Linked DNA regions of Gossypium arboreum: region 1 is linked to region 2. Evidence: chromatin contacts called from public Hi-C data. All regions are on one chromosome and are shown on one strand. Each heading gives the region's core, a stretch centred on a gene start, on an enhancer-like site or on the middle of the called end of the contact. The rest is flanking DNA. Distances are from core to core; before and after follow the strand shown.

Region 1 (7,363 bases), core at 2,879-5,378, 260 kb before region 2:
GTGCAGCCTAACTCAACCAATGACCAAGAGTCCTTGACCTTTTTAAAGATAAGGTTCACATACTTTCTTAATTCAGAATGCTCCCCCAACTCATATTCTGCGTGAGCAGCTGACTTTCCTAAACTCAAAAATTCCTGCTGATGATAATCAGAGATCCCTCCACTATCTTTCCAGAAGGGCATGCTGACAGGACTATCAACCTTAGAACAGAGAGGAATTGAGGCATCACCTTCTACTGTCAGCAATGCCTCATTTATTTTGAAGTCAGCAAGAGAAATTGTTGAGGATCTACTGCACTCGGATAAATAAGCCAAAAGCTTTTCTTGGTTCATAATATCACTTAAACCATAAGAGATTCTCCCAAGCCATGTAACTGCATAAGAAAATATTCTAGGTGGAATAGCACTAACATCCTTTTCATGTGACAGTGGAGCTGAGATGGCTAGCACAAGAAATGCTGCTACCCTTGTACTATCAAAGCTCAATTTGCCTCCAGAAGCTGGCTCCATCTAGGGTTAAAAAAAAAAGGCAAAGATCTTGAATAACCAATGTCATGTCACAAATAGTCACAACATAAGACAGCAATATAGTGATTGTTCAAATTGCTTCAATGCTCTGTTGACTTCACTGGTTTAATCAGCATAAATATACTTAATACTTCTTAATTTGTTAACCTCTAAAAGTTTTGTTTGTTAGGTGTCAGAAATTACTTAAAACTTGGTAAATTCTGCCCTACTACTGGAAAACACAATGGTACTATAAACTTCTTCATGTATGAAAACAACTGATATCATTCAGAAGACATTTGCAGCCTCAATACGTAAACCTAAAAAAAGAAAACTTGGTCACACTACTGTAAAGATACTGTTCTTTTCATAGCTGAGCAGATACTATCATCAAATTTGAAGCAATACATAAAATAGCATTACAACCCAGCTAACCTCTGGAGCAACTTCCTCAATAATGTGAACTGTGAACTTCCCATGATTTCTCCCAAAATGAAACAGAGCAGAAAGCACATCAGCTTCATCCTGGAAGCAACTTAACCAAATAAGTAGAGACAAGAAGCAATAACAGATTGAGATGGTTATAGCTGCTGGGTCTCAAGTAACACACAATTTGAAAATATGAAAGATGCAGCCTGGAAAGCCACCTGGAATGCAAACTGATAAAAGGGAACAACCTGTGGATATATCTCCAAATTTCCAAGAAGGCCATCAATACACAATTTAAACAACTCGAATTGTGGCAACTTGGCTAATTTGAGTATTTTCCTTGTCATGGATCTTATGACAGAACTGCTGTCAACAAGTACGCTCAGAAACTGTCAAATCAAGCAAGAATGATGGTTAAGTGATAATGTCTATCTTTTAAACAAGAGATACCGGGTTCGTGCAGAGAAAGAATTCTATAGTTAAGTACCACAATTTAACAACTGAGTTGCAACCATAGACAACTTTTCCGAAGTCATGGGTTTACCATAAGAGAGACAGAGAGAAACAATTCAGAGAAAGGAAGAAAAAATGTTTGTAGTACTAATTCCAAATGACAAAACTGATTAGCTCACTGAGTTAACATCTTGACTGGACCATTATAGAAGGCAGGGGTGAAGCCAAAAAATTTTTTGAGGGGGCTGGAATTAAGTTGTATATTTTTATGAGAGCTAAAAATGCAATTTCATCATTTTAAAATGGCTTATATCTTCATAATTTTTTAAAGGACTAAACCAAAATTTATCATTTTGGAGGGGGGGGGGGACAAAGTGCAATTTTACCATATACTAAAAAATTTATTGATTTTAAAGGACCAGAAGTTAAATTTGCCACCCCATCCCACAGCCCCTAATAAGAGGTGAGGTTTGATAGATTACGGTGGAGACATCAAACGAAAATATTCCAATGTCTGTCTGCACCTTGTCCTATGACACATGCTCACCAATCATCATTTAAAACTACGTAAATGTTCAGACATTCTATACTTATACAACTCTTTGAGGGAAAAAAGAAAAGAAGAAGCATTACCCTGTGAATGTGTATTTTTTCAACTTTTAGATGATCGCTGGTTGCCATGTGATGTATTGCATCAAGAGCTTGCAGTCTGATAACCGTTGAATCATCATTCAGCATGTCCATCATCAGGTTTAAGGCTTCACAAGCAAATCGCAAAGAGAAGACAGTGAGCGTACGCAAAGAGTAACAGGCAGACATCCGTACCTTCAGATTAAGCAAAGACAGCATCAATGCATCGTAAATAAAAGTAATGCAAGGGGGTATTGCCTTTGAACTGCAAGAAATGACTAAACTTCAGAAAAAGTCAAAGTGTGTTCTATCAATGACCACAATAAGTCCTGTTATGTGTATTAAGTGTCTACCCTACCAAGCTTAGAGTCCTAGCAAGTTTAATAATATATCCTAAGAAACCTATCTCATTCAATATAACCGTGGTACATAAAACCGGAAGAACAATGCCAAGCCAAAACCTTGAAACCTCAAAGTGTGAGCAAAGTGCTTGATATGGATTGGAATACAGGATTAAGTTGATCCAGAAAGGCCAAAGTTAAAAGTCCAGTCTCTATGAGACGAAGCAATGTGTAAATAATAAACAGAAGCTAACTACAGAATCAGCAAAACTTTACCTCAGAGAACTCATCCTCAAGTCCATGTATATAAGCTCCAGCAACAGCAGAAACTGAAATGTCAAGCCCTTCTATTGGTTTGTAAGCTTTATCTTTGTTGATTCCTAGGACTTTCTTAGACAAGGTTTGTAGTAAGATATCTTCAGATACAAGTCCTATCTTCCCTAGAGCTTCAAAGGCTTCAAGCCTTACATCTAAACTCATATCTCTTACCATACAGCCAAGCTGCAAGCATATGGTAACAAAAGAACAAATAACAAGAAAAAATGCTTAAAGTGGCATATAAGGTTGACATGAATTCAATTAAAACGCTAACAAATGCACGATGCAACATGATCGTACAACCCACATTAATTCCAAATTTTAATGTTTCTTTAAAATAAAAAGGTATGCAGAAATACGCACAGCATGTATTTTTTTTTTTAACAAAAATACCTGGATAAACACTGCATCTGATGAGTCTTGCTTGTTCATGTCTTCACTGCATATAACAAGCAATCTACCCCATTCACATACCTAAATTCAGAAAGCGATAGAGAAGAGGTAATCAGAGCAAATTCAAAAGTAACTAACGGTTGCACTGGAAACTAATCTAAGAAAGAAACTTCAAAGACAGAGTATTTTACGGCGCGAACTGCTGCAGATCTAACATAGTTCTCTGCGTCACGGAGCAGCTCAACAGCACGGCAGTAGCATCCCTCGATAACATCACGATCATCAAAATCACCATTCTTACACAGTTTCACCAATCCATCCAAAGCTTCTTTCCTCACATAAGGATACGGATCCCTTGTAAACCCTAAAAAAACGGCTAACAACACCGATTCCCTAAAGACAAGCTTCTCAGCATTTCTCAATAAGCATTGTCGCACAGAAACCGAAGGGCCAAGGCAGAGAGAGACGAAACGAGCGGCGTCCATGTCGTTTCCGATGGAAGCGAGAGAAAGAAGTACAGAGAGTGACTCACCAACAAGACGAGGCGAAGCGGAGGAGAAGAGTGAGTCGGAACGGAGCAAGTCGAGTGCGAAAGGGGATAGGTGGGGGCGGTGAGAGGCGAGGTCGCTGAGGAGCTTAACAGCGTGATGTAGGAAGACGGGGTCGCGATTGAGTTGGAGAGAGCGAGTTAGGGCGTCGAGAACTGAGGAGAGTGTGGAATCGGGGGCGGCAGGGTTGATAATGAGGGATCTGAGGGAAGCTAGAGCTTGGAAAGAGAGGGGTTGGTTATTGTCGAGGGATTGTTGGATTGAATTTATAACGTGCAGCTCCATTGCCGACTGCCTGCGCTCAAGCTCTGCAACCATGCCCATAGATTTTGGTTTTTGAATATGGGAAACTTCAAGTGGCCTACAGCAAGAAGTTCCTGTTTAGCGCATCATTTCGTTTTGCTTTGCTGTATGGCTTATTGCACTTCTATGAATCCCGCCATATGTTTTTTTTCCTTCGTAGTCAAATTTGCCTATTTATGTATTTTCTGCAAATTTACTTCCGTAAGCTATATAATTACTCACAAACAATTTTTGTTTCGGTCACTCTCTCCTAATTACGTGTTTTTTTAATTACAATAATTACATATTTAATACTTAACAATTACATATTTTTATCAATTTAATCTTAATTTTAAATAATTCATTTAAAACCACAAATTTAAAGGGATTTGAATTGGAAAACGCAATTTGATTCAACAACATGATATGCTCGAAAAAGGATTTTGATTGTTATCTCTTTTCTCTATGATATGTTGACCTCGATTGTGTGTCTAATTTGTTCATTCTTATTGTTGCAAAAGGGCGTACAATTCACTTTTGAGAGCTTTTGACCTTCTTTTTTTTTTTTTTTTTTTGAGATCACATTTATCTATTAATCTAATTATTTCACAGGATTGAATTAATGAGGAGGCGCATCAGGGAAGACAAAATTTGACAATTTTGTAATTGAAGGGATTAATACCGAGCATTAATTGGAGGTGTTTCACTGTTTCAGCCAAACCCAAGTTATGTTTTTTTTTTTTTTTTTTCAATCTGAATGGTATGACTGTAAAACACAAGAAGAAATTTGGTATACATTTGTATATTGATTTTTCATGTACAATTTTGTTTCATGGTTTTCAATTTTAATCTGATTTTACTAGCAAATCTTGCTTAGATTCAGGTTTTCTCAAAAAAAATTAGCTATGGGTTCTTCATAATGTACAACAGTTACAAATAAATTAATTCACCTTTTTAGTAATTTTGTGCACGTATCTTTATATTTAAACAAACGGACATTGTAATATCCCGAATTAGGGCCTAATCGGAATAGTAGTTTTGTGACCACAAATCCGAGATAGAAATAATTATTTTATAATTATTTTGAGGTCTATGATATGATTGCATGATTGTGTGAAAATTTCGTGAAGAAATTCTATGCATAAAGTGCTTAATTTGAAGTTAGGGACTAAATTGAATATGTTGCAAAACTTGCATTCTAGAAGTTTCTAGTATGAAATTGCTTTGAAATATTAATTAGGAGATCTTATATAGCAATTTGACCAATTTCTAAGTTTATGGACAAAAATTGGACATCGATAGAATTTTTGGAAAGTTTAGTAAAAATGGCATTTTGGTCATTTAGGGGTAAAATGAATTAAAATACAAAATTAAAAGCCAATTTTGTTCATCTTCTTCACCATGGACGTGTATACCAAGGGAGACTCCATGGCTAAGGTTTCCAAGCTTCCAAGCTCGATTATGAAGGAAATCAATATTCGGGCTTAAATCGGAAAAATACAAGGTTATGGACTAAAATGGTAAATTGTCGTTTCTGGATCGACGTAAGTTCGTATGATAATAATAATGCAATGTTATGTTTGAATTATATTTCTTACTATTATTGCATATATTGAATGATTTAATATATTGAAAAAGTTGATGGAATGGTGTTTATGATGTGGAAATATGACATGAAAGAATGTTACATGAAATGCAAGAAAATGATGATACATGACAAGTGATATATGAAATATGTGATATATGTTATGTAAATTCTTAAAAGCTGATTTGGTATTTGAGTTGTGTCTTATTATACTATGAATGAACAATTGGTACTATGGATAGTGAGATCGACACTTCGAGTAAGTTCGTACATAAATAATCTATCGATTCTTTTTATGTTATTATATTTTGATATCATATGAAATGTGGTTGCTTATCAAATGGTTATTTGATGTAAGTTATGAATTTAAATTGATTACGGACAATTTAGTAAAATGTTGAAAAGTGAGGAATTTCCCGGTTGAACCTTCGGAATAGAAAGGATACAAATGAACTATTGTGAGGTCACGTGTGTAGTACTAAGTGCAGGCTACTACGCGCACCGAATAATTGGTCGCATGTGTAGTACTAAGTGCAGGCTACTATGCGTACCCGAAAACTGTGATCACTTGTGTAGTACTAAATGCAGGCTACTACGTGTACCAGATTATTGGTCGCATGTGTAGTACTAATTGCAAGCTACTATGCGTACCAGATAGCTTCGGCTACAAGTGTGGAAATGGGAAAATGTGCAGGCAATTGTGTATCTGTTATTATTCCGATGAGTTCAACAGGAAATTGATTAAATGAAAATACATGTGAAAGTGATTATGTGATGAACAAGTGCAAGTATATGTTTATTTGAATTTATGAGCAATATGCTCGATATTTGAGCGAACCTCTGTAAAATGGAATGGATTAAGTGAATTGTGTAAAAGTGAACTTTAGTAGTAACACAGTGTTGAACAGCAGTAGTGCATAACTTTGAAAATTTACCAAAAATTGTGTAAGTTGAATTAAATTTCAAAAAAATTATGGAATTAAAGATTAATGAGTCTATTTTCATATAAAAGAAACAGGGGGAGCAAAAGAGTTACATATTATGTGATATTATAATTTTTGTGAGACAGTGTCAGAATAAATTTGAGATCCCCTGTTCTGACTTTAGAAATTCACCATAAATTTTACAAAAATTATTAAGAGTCATACCTTACATGAATGGATTCTTTATTGAGTCTATTTTTAAGGGAAACAAACGGAATGGTCGTTGAAATTCTGTATAGGGAGAAATTTGGTTTGTAGTGCACAGGGGTCAGAGTAGTCGTACCCTGAAATAGGGGAAACTTTAATGAATAAACTGTACTAATTGGCTAAACCAAAAATCCTGTAAATTTTATGGGAGAAAGATATATGAATCTAGTTTCAAGGAAAATTAACTAAACTAAATTTGGAGTTTTTTAGCTTCAGATATGAATGATTTAGTAACTGTAACTCGATAACACAGCTTAACCTGAACATGTATAATTGTACAATTATAGTGTTTTATCTTGAAAAGCGTGGTAGTAATTGCTTATTATTTTCATATAATTGCTTATTATTTTCATATGAACTTACTAAGCGTAAAGCTTACCCATCCTCTCCATTTCTTTAGTATTGGCAGGTCGGCTCGGGGTTAGAGATCGTCGGAGGCAAAATCACACTATCAAACTATCATTTTGGGAGAATTAATTCAAATATTAGAAATATCAAGTGAGTGTCATGTATAGGAAGTTGGTTTGTGATATGTATTTTTATTATGATTTTGACCATACGTATCAGTCTGCATTGAGTTATCGTATATGATCATGAGATGTAGTCCTTATCCATTATGGTTTATAAGTTTAATTAATCATGCCATGTCCTCTGTTTTGATGTGATGATATAGTTAGCTTTGTTTGTT
Region 2 (6,463 bases), core at 2,433-4,932:
GGCCACATCAGCTAGTTAACTTGCCACGTCAGCACTCTCGTTAACCCCCTAACGGAAATTGTTAATCGGTGACTATTTTGTCACTTTTTCATAACGTTAGTGACTGTTTGTAACTTTTCAAAAGTTGAGTGACTGAAATGAAACCTAGGTGACTGTTTTGTCAGCTATCCCAAAGTTGGGTGACTGTTGGTGTAATTTACCCAAAAATTAGACGAGCTTGCATGGAATGATTTTGAATAGGTAGATGTCACTCATGATCTGGTATTGCTAGTTATTCATCAAACACAATCCCAATCAAGATGAAGCTATCTCCTGAGATATGTGATGATTCTGCCGCCCTAGCGTACCACTCGAACCATTTCTGTGCCTTCCATAACCTGAGGAATGTGTCAGATTCTATCTAGTGTTGAATTTTCCCTACAACATTGAAGGGGGCTGTCAGGAGATGGTGGTACTAATTGGCCCTAGGTTCCCATTATCAACTTTGACCAGTTGAGTAGGAACTTTGTGACTCATTCTGGTTGTAATTAAATAGCCTCTCGCACATCAGCAAGTTTGAGGTATGTCAAACAAAATCAGGAGGAAACGTTGAAGGAATACATCAAAAGGTTCTATACAACTACATTAGAGGTAAAGGAGCTAAAAGACGAGCGGGTTATTCAAGCATTCATATTAGGAGTGCAACACAAACTCATGCATTATGCTTTTGCAGATGCCCAGCTAACCAGGCTTTATCAACTATATTAAAAGGCAATGCTGTAAACTAAGGCTAAAGAGGTAGAAGTTGCTAGGTAGGTAGAGAACCCAAAAGGATAAGATGTATCGTGCAGATAAAAGGCCAGACAAATCTAGTGAATGATAGCAAAAGCATTAGATATCAATAGCCACAGAGTAAGAAAAGGGAGTGGAATTCTCCTTACTGGAATTCTCCTTACTCTAAGTTCCACTCAATACCACTCGCACAGCTATCATGCATGCCATAATGAAGGTTTGGTAGAAAGACCCCGCCAATGAAAGGAGACAAGCCAAAGAAACTCAAGAAAACTTCGTGAATTCCATGACAACACAAGACATTCAAGAGAAGTGTATTAGCTTGAAGGATGCTATTAGGACGCTCATCAGAAGAGAAAATTACAGGAAAACCTGTTATCGGTGCTATCAATGTTATAATTGGGGTTAATGATCACTTGCCACAAACTAAATCCATGAGAGAAGAACTACTTAGGGTTTCATGGCATCAGACCCTCACCCGTCCAAGTGCGCTACACTCATGGACAATCAATTTTGACCAATGGCTAAATCGGTAGACGGAATTAATTTACTGAACTGGATAAAAAAATATTTATAAATAAAGCCCGATTGAGAAAACGTAAATTTGACCTATTGTCAGATTGGCAAAAACCTGCAAGAGGCTCAATAAACTATAATGTCACAAGCTTGCTTTTGATAAAATTTCACCTGCGTTGCATTTGCATTACTTTACAATGAAAATGATGAGCATGGAAACAAATATTGCATTAGCTGGGAAGGAGTTCATCCCAAAGGAGGCAACTCTCATTTAACCAACAAAAGCACTAATATTCATGAAACAGCCGAGTATTCGATAATTTAAAGCCTGGTGGTAAAGTAGGTAACATCACCCGACAGAAAAAAAGATAAATTGCAAGAAGTAAATAGTTCTCAAAATTTTGCTCACAACTTCATAAATAAACAACTCCAGCTAATCTTTAGAATAAACTACTGCAGCAATACATATCTGGATGTCTTATGCTAAAGTTTAGGCAGCATTTTGGGCAGCAAGCCTCTTCCTAGCTTCCTCAATGATGGATAACTTGATACCCTTACCCTTAGGAAGGGACACCCATGGCTTTGTTCCTTTTCCGATGGTGAAGACATTGCCGAGACGAGTTGCAAACTCATGCCCAGCAGCATCTTGAACATGGATTGTCTCAAAGCTGCCCTTATGCTTCTCCCTGTTCTTAATTACTCCAACTCGCCCTCTGTTTCTCCCTCCAGTGACCATGACAACATTCCCAACATCAAACTTGATGAAATCAACAATTTTGTTGCTTTCAAGGTCTAGCTTGATGGTGTCATTAGCCTTGATCAAAGGATCAGGGTAACGGATAGTACGACCATCGTATGTATTCAAGTATGGAATACCTTTCTGGCCAAACTGGACAGATCGAACCTTGCAAAGCTTGAACTGCAAAATACGAAAAGGCACATGGATAATAATGTTATAACTAAAAGAATGAAAAAAGTTGGAATACTCAAGTAGTATCATACAAATGTGATCAGAACAAGCAGATCAAACAAGTATAGATAGAGTATCCGAACCTTGGTTTCATCGCCACTGATGGCATGGAGACGAAATCGCCCTTTGGTGTCATAAAGTAGACGGAAGTCCTCATTTGTTTTAGGAATGGACACAACATCTGCCAGAAGGTAGTATAGCATGGTTAGACCATATTTGAAGAGAATAATTTAAGAAAGGCAGAGAGAAAACATTCAAATCCTAAAAAAAAAAGTAGCTCTTAAAACAGTAGGCAGAAGGGAGGATTCTGAAGTCATGTGGAAAACCGAGTAACCATGCCAAATACAATTCATTCAACTAACTAGTTTGTATGCTGCAAATAAAATAAATCAGCTGACAAAATCAGCTGAAGAAGTGAAGAGATACTACACGTACCCATGAAACCAGCTGGATAGGTCTTATCCGTCCTAACCTTCCCATCAACCATAACATGCCTCTGCATGAGAATAGCAATGACTTCTCTATAGGTGAGAGCATACTTCAAACGGTTTCGCAAAATAAGGATCAATGGCAAGCATTCCCTGGACTTGTGGGGACCAGACGATGGCTTGGGTGCCTGCAGAGATGGAAAACGAAAACATCATCTAAAACGGTATAGGTGATGGGTACAAAAAAAAAAAAAAAAGAGAGAGAGAGAGAACTGAATCAATAAAGAAAAAGAAGTAAACTAGTATGGAAGTGAAGGGATCAAGATGATGACATACAAAAGCACCACCAAGCTTGTCAAGCATCCAATGCCTGGGGGCATTGAGCCTCTTCAAATGTTTCTTCAACCCTCTAGCCTGTAACACACCGCAAAGAACAACATATCGTAAATGAAACTGAAATGCATAAGGTGTCAATTTGTCTACCCATTACAAATAACAGAACAATGAATGAAGAGCAGGTAAAGAATCTAAGGTTCCATTCAAGTCCCCCATTCCCAATCAATCAAAACAACATTTATACTAAATAGGCAAGGAATTAGATAGATCCCGGCTACAATGAACAGTGCGAATCACAGAAAACCCAGATATAATAAACATTCAAAATCAATTAAGATTAGGCCAATTTTCATTTGCTTAGAAAGCTAGCCCAAAACTTTAAATAACAGTGATTAAACAAACTAAAATGGAATAGCCTAAGCAGCAAACCATGAAACTTACATAACTATCAAAGAATGAAATAGTTAAGAAAAGGTAAGAGGATCGAAGTTAGGAAAAGTAGAAGAAACTAACCATCTTGGAGAAATGAGGCTGCTTTGCTCAAAGTCTGTGTCTTGCTAGGGTCTTCAAACAAGAAACCCTAATAGCTGCATATCTTAATAGATGAGGGCATTATAGAGTTTTCGATCCAAATATGAATTGGGCGTCTGCCATGACCGAAACTATGTTTATGGGCCAGTAGCCCACAAAAAGATAAAATTTTGGGTTCATTATCCCCCCTTTTTTTATTGAAGTTGCTCAAGTTCTTTTGGGAATATACAATGGTTAAAATATGCTATAGGTCCCTGTACTTTTAACATTTAGAACTTAATCTCTCCACTTTTCAGATTTTAAAGTTCGGGTCTAATTGTTAATATTGTTAAATTTATTGATGTGATATTTTGAAATAAAAAAATATTCACTTGTTAATAATGTAACTAAAAAATGGTGTGCCTTGAACTGAATTTAATAAAATAATTTTAATTATGATAATAGTTAGACTTGAATTCAAATCTAAAAAGTAAAAGGTTAAATTCTTAAAAATAAAAATACAAAGATTAAATTTTAAATTTATAAAAGTATAAAGACTGGCATATTTTAACCATATACAATATAGGTTTAACTTATGGTTTTGTACTTGTATTTTCATCATTTGGTACTCAATTTTGACATTTTTAACGTGGTACTTATGTTATTTTTGGCTAAATTTGGTACATGTATTTGATAAAAGTTATATATTTTGATACGCTTAATTTTTAGGGTTCAATTTGGATTTTAGGGTTGATTTGATGAAAGTTAATTTCTAATATAATTTGGTTTGAAATTTTCATAATTTTGTAAATAGAATAAATTTAGTGTTAATTGTGAATTTGTTTAAATTTACATTTAATTTGTCAAACACAATCCAATGGATGTGATGTAATTTAAGTTTTATGAACGGATGTGATATAATTTAAGTTTTATGAATGGATGTTATAAAATTAATCGCTAATATTATTAGCTAATTATGAATTTTCATTTGATCAATTTTAAAATTTAAATTAAACACTAAAAATTAACTTTATTATCTTTAAGTACCAAAATGTACAGTAAATTCGAATAAGAAATATTCTTCAATGAATATGAAATGAAATTGAATGGTTTCGAGTTTTTACAAGAGAAAACTAAATAAATAAAATGTCAAAACTTGCATATTTAGACACTCATTGATGTTTTATCCACATAAATATTTTTGTTAAATATTGTTTATTATTTGGTAAATTATTTATTTTCTGATTAAATTATAAGATTAAAAATTAAAATTATAATATGCTCAAAATTTTTGTATTATTTATATATTTAAAATTTGATCTTCATATTTTTATTTTTAAAATTTAGTCTTTTAATTTTTGAATTTAAAATTTAGGTTTATTTATTAAGATTGTTATAAATTTTTGTCAAATTTAAAATCCACATGGCTCAATCAATCTCCAACACTTGTAATAAATTGTCTCAAAGGATTTTGACATTAAACATTAAACAATAAACAAAATACTTAAATAAATATGTATTTTAACACAAGAAGACAAATCATTCCTCAATCATCAACAGTTGTTTAATCTTGAACGATGTGAATCAGAATAGTAGCTTCATCACTGGTGGGTGCTGCATCATCTGCTTATTCATAATTATAGACACTCACAATCAATATCCAAAAACTTGAAGCCAAAGCAACACCCCAGAAATGAAAAAATATTAAAAGTGATTTATGATGGTAAAAGAGTGTAACCTGGAAGAGATGTTGGCAACTGCGAGACAATGTTATCAATGATACCTCCTCCATCCTCTGTTTGCTCCTCTTTGTTCATACCCCCTCCTCCTCCTCCACCACCCTTTTCTGCCTCTGGTCTCAAACCAGATTCACCAAAAGCTTCAGCTTTTCCTTGAGCACTGATGCTTCCAGCTTTGGGACTTAAAGGACTGACCAAGTTTGAAATGATTTGATCAAAAAACCCACCTCCCTTCTCTTCATTTTTGGCCTCTGCACCTGCACTCATGGTCTCTTTCTCAGCTTCTTTAGCTTGGTTCTCTTCATCAGCATCTGATCCTGCAGTAACCAAATTTGAGATGAGATGATTAATGAATCCACTTCCATTAGCTCTCTCTTTCTCTTCCCCATGTTGTTTAGCTCCTGCTTCATCATCTCCCTTGGGATTAATGGGATGCAACAAGCTATCAGCTTCAGGCACAACATCATCCATCTTTTCTACGATTTTGATTAAGGGATTTGGTGGGACAGATATAGGTGTTATTTATACTGAGAGGCGGTGAAAGGGGGAAAAAGGGGAAATAATAAAATATTGATAGAGAGGGCAATATCTTGATTATTAATTGGGTAAATAGTAGAAAAGGCCCAACAATAGGTGGACATGTGTCAGCTTGCTGGAGCCCTTCTCAAAGCATTTTTATGATTTCCATACATACATGGTCGGTGGCATCGAATACCGCCTTTGTCAGAAATGCAAATACTCTTGAAAACGTTATCGTTTCCCTTAAACAATTAAAATAACTTATTAGTCTACTTTTACTTTTCAAATATCAAAATTCTAATCCTATTATTAATATTGTTAAATTTATTAAAATAAAAATTTGATGGCATTAACAATTAAACTTGGATTTAAAATCTCAAAAGTAAAAGTACTAAATTTCTACAAATAAAAATATAATAATTAAATTTTGAATTTACAAAGAGTACGTGGACTAATTAATATTTTAACCAAACAAATATTATATAAAAGCAAGTGGGGAAATTTGCTTTCTTTTTATCATTACCTACTCATTCTAATATATATTTTCCTTTGGTCTGAGACCCCAATGTCCGATAGTCCCGAGCCAAGTCAAACCCTAAAATGAAAGGGTAAAACAACTCAAATTCGAAATAATCCTCTAAACAATACATAGGCAGGCGCTTCTATATTCCAAA

The links. Hi-C and Micro-C count contacts between places; a contact is called where the count stands out from the background.
Region 1: a contact with region 2 is called in a Hi-C map of leaf, with 4 times the contacts expected there. The contact joins the promoter of LOC108460852 here to the promoter of LOC108460993 in region 2. A contact is called at or near these places in 2 of 5 Hi-C or Micro-C datasets (both in leaf).

Annotation. Positions count from the first base shown.
Region 1 is chr4:111,468,362-111,475,724 of ASM2569848v2, reverse strand. It overlaps LOC108460852 (protein SIEL), which reads right to left and starts at 4,128. Exons shown (of 8, transcript XM_017760533.2): 1 at 3,262-4,128; 2 at 3,071-3,151; 3 at 2,636-2,860; 4 at 2,022-2,213; 5 at 1,184-1,324; 6 at 942-1,031; 7 at 1-509. The coding sequence starts at 3,942.
Region 2 is chr4:111,206,273-111,212,735 of ASM2569848v2, reverse strand. LOC108460993 (40S ribosomal protein S4-like) reads right to left here and starts at 3,682. Exons shown (of 5, transcript XM_017760737.2): 1 at 3,535-3,682; 2 at 3,022-3,099; 3 at 2,693-2,873; 4 at 2,341-2,438; 5 at 1,558-2,206. The coding sequence starts at 3,537. The coding sequence ends at 1,778. It overlaps LOC108460551 (protein TIC 56, chloroplastic-like), which reads right to left. Exons shown (of 6, transcript XM_017760079.2): 6 at 6,450-6,463. It overlaps LOC108460552, which reads right to left and starts at 6,308. Exons shown (of 2, transcript XM_017760080.2): 1 at 5,270-6,308; 2 at 4,960-5,154. The coding sequence starts at 5,741. The coding sequence ends at 5,096.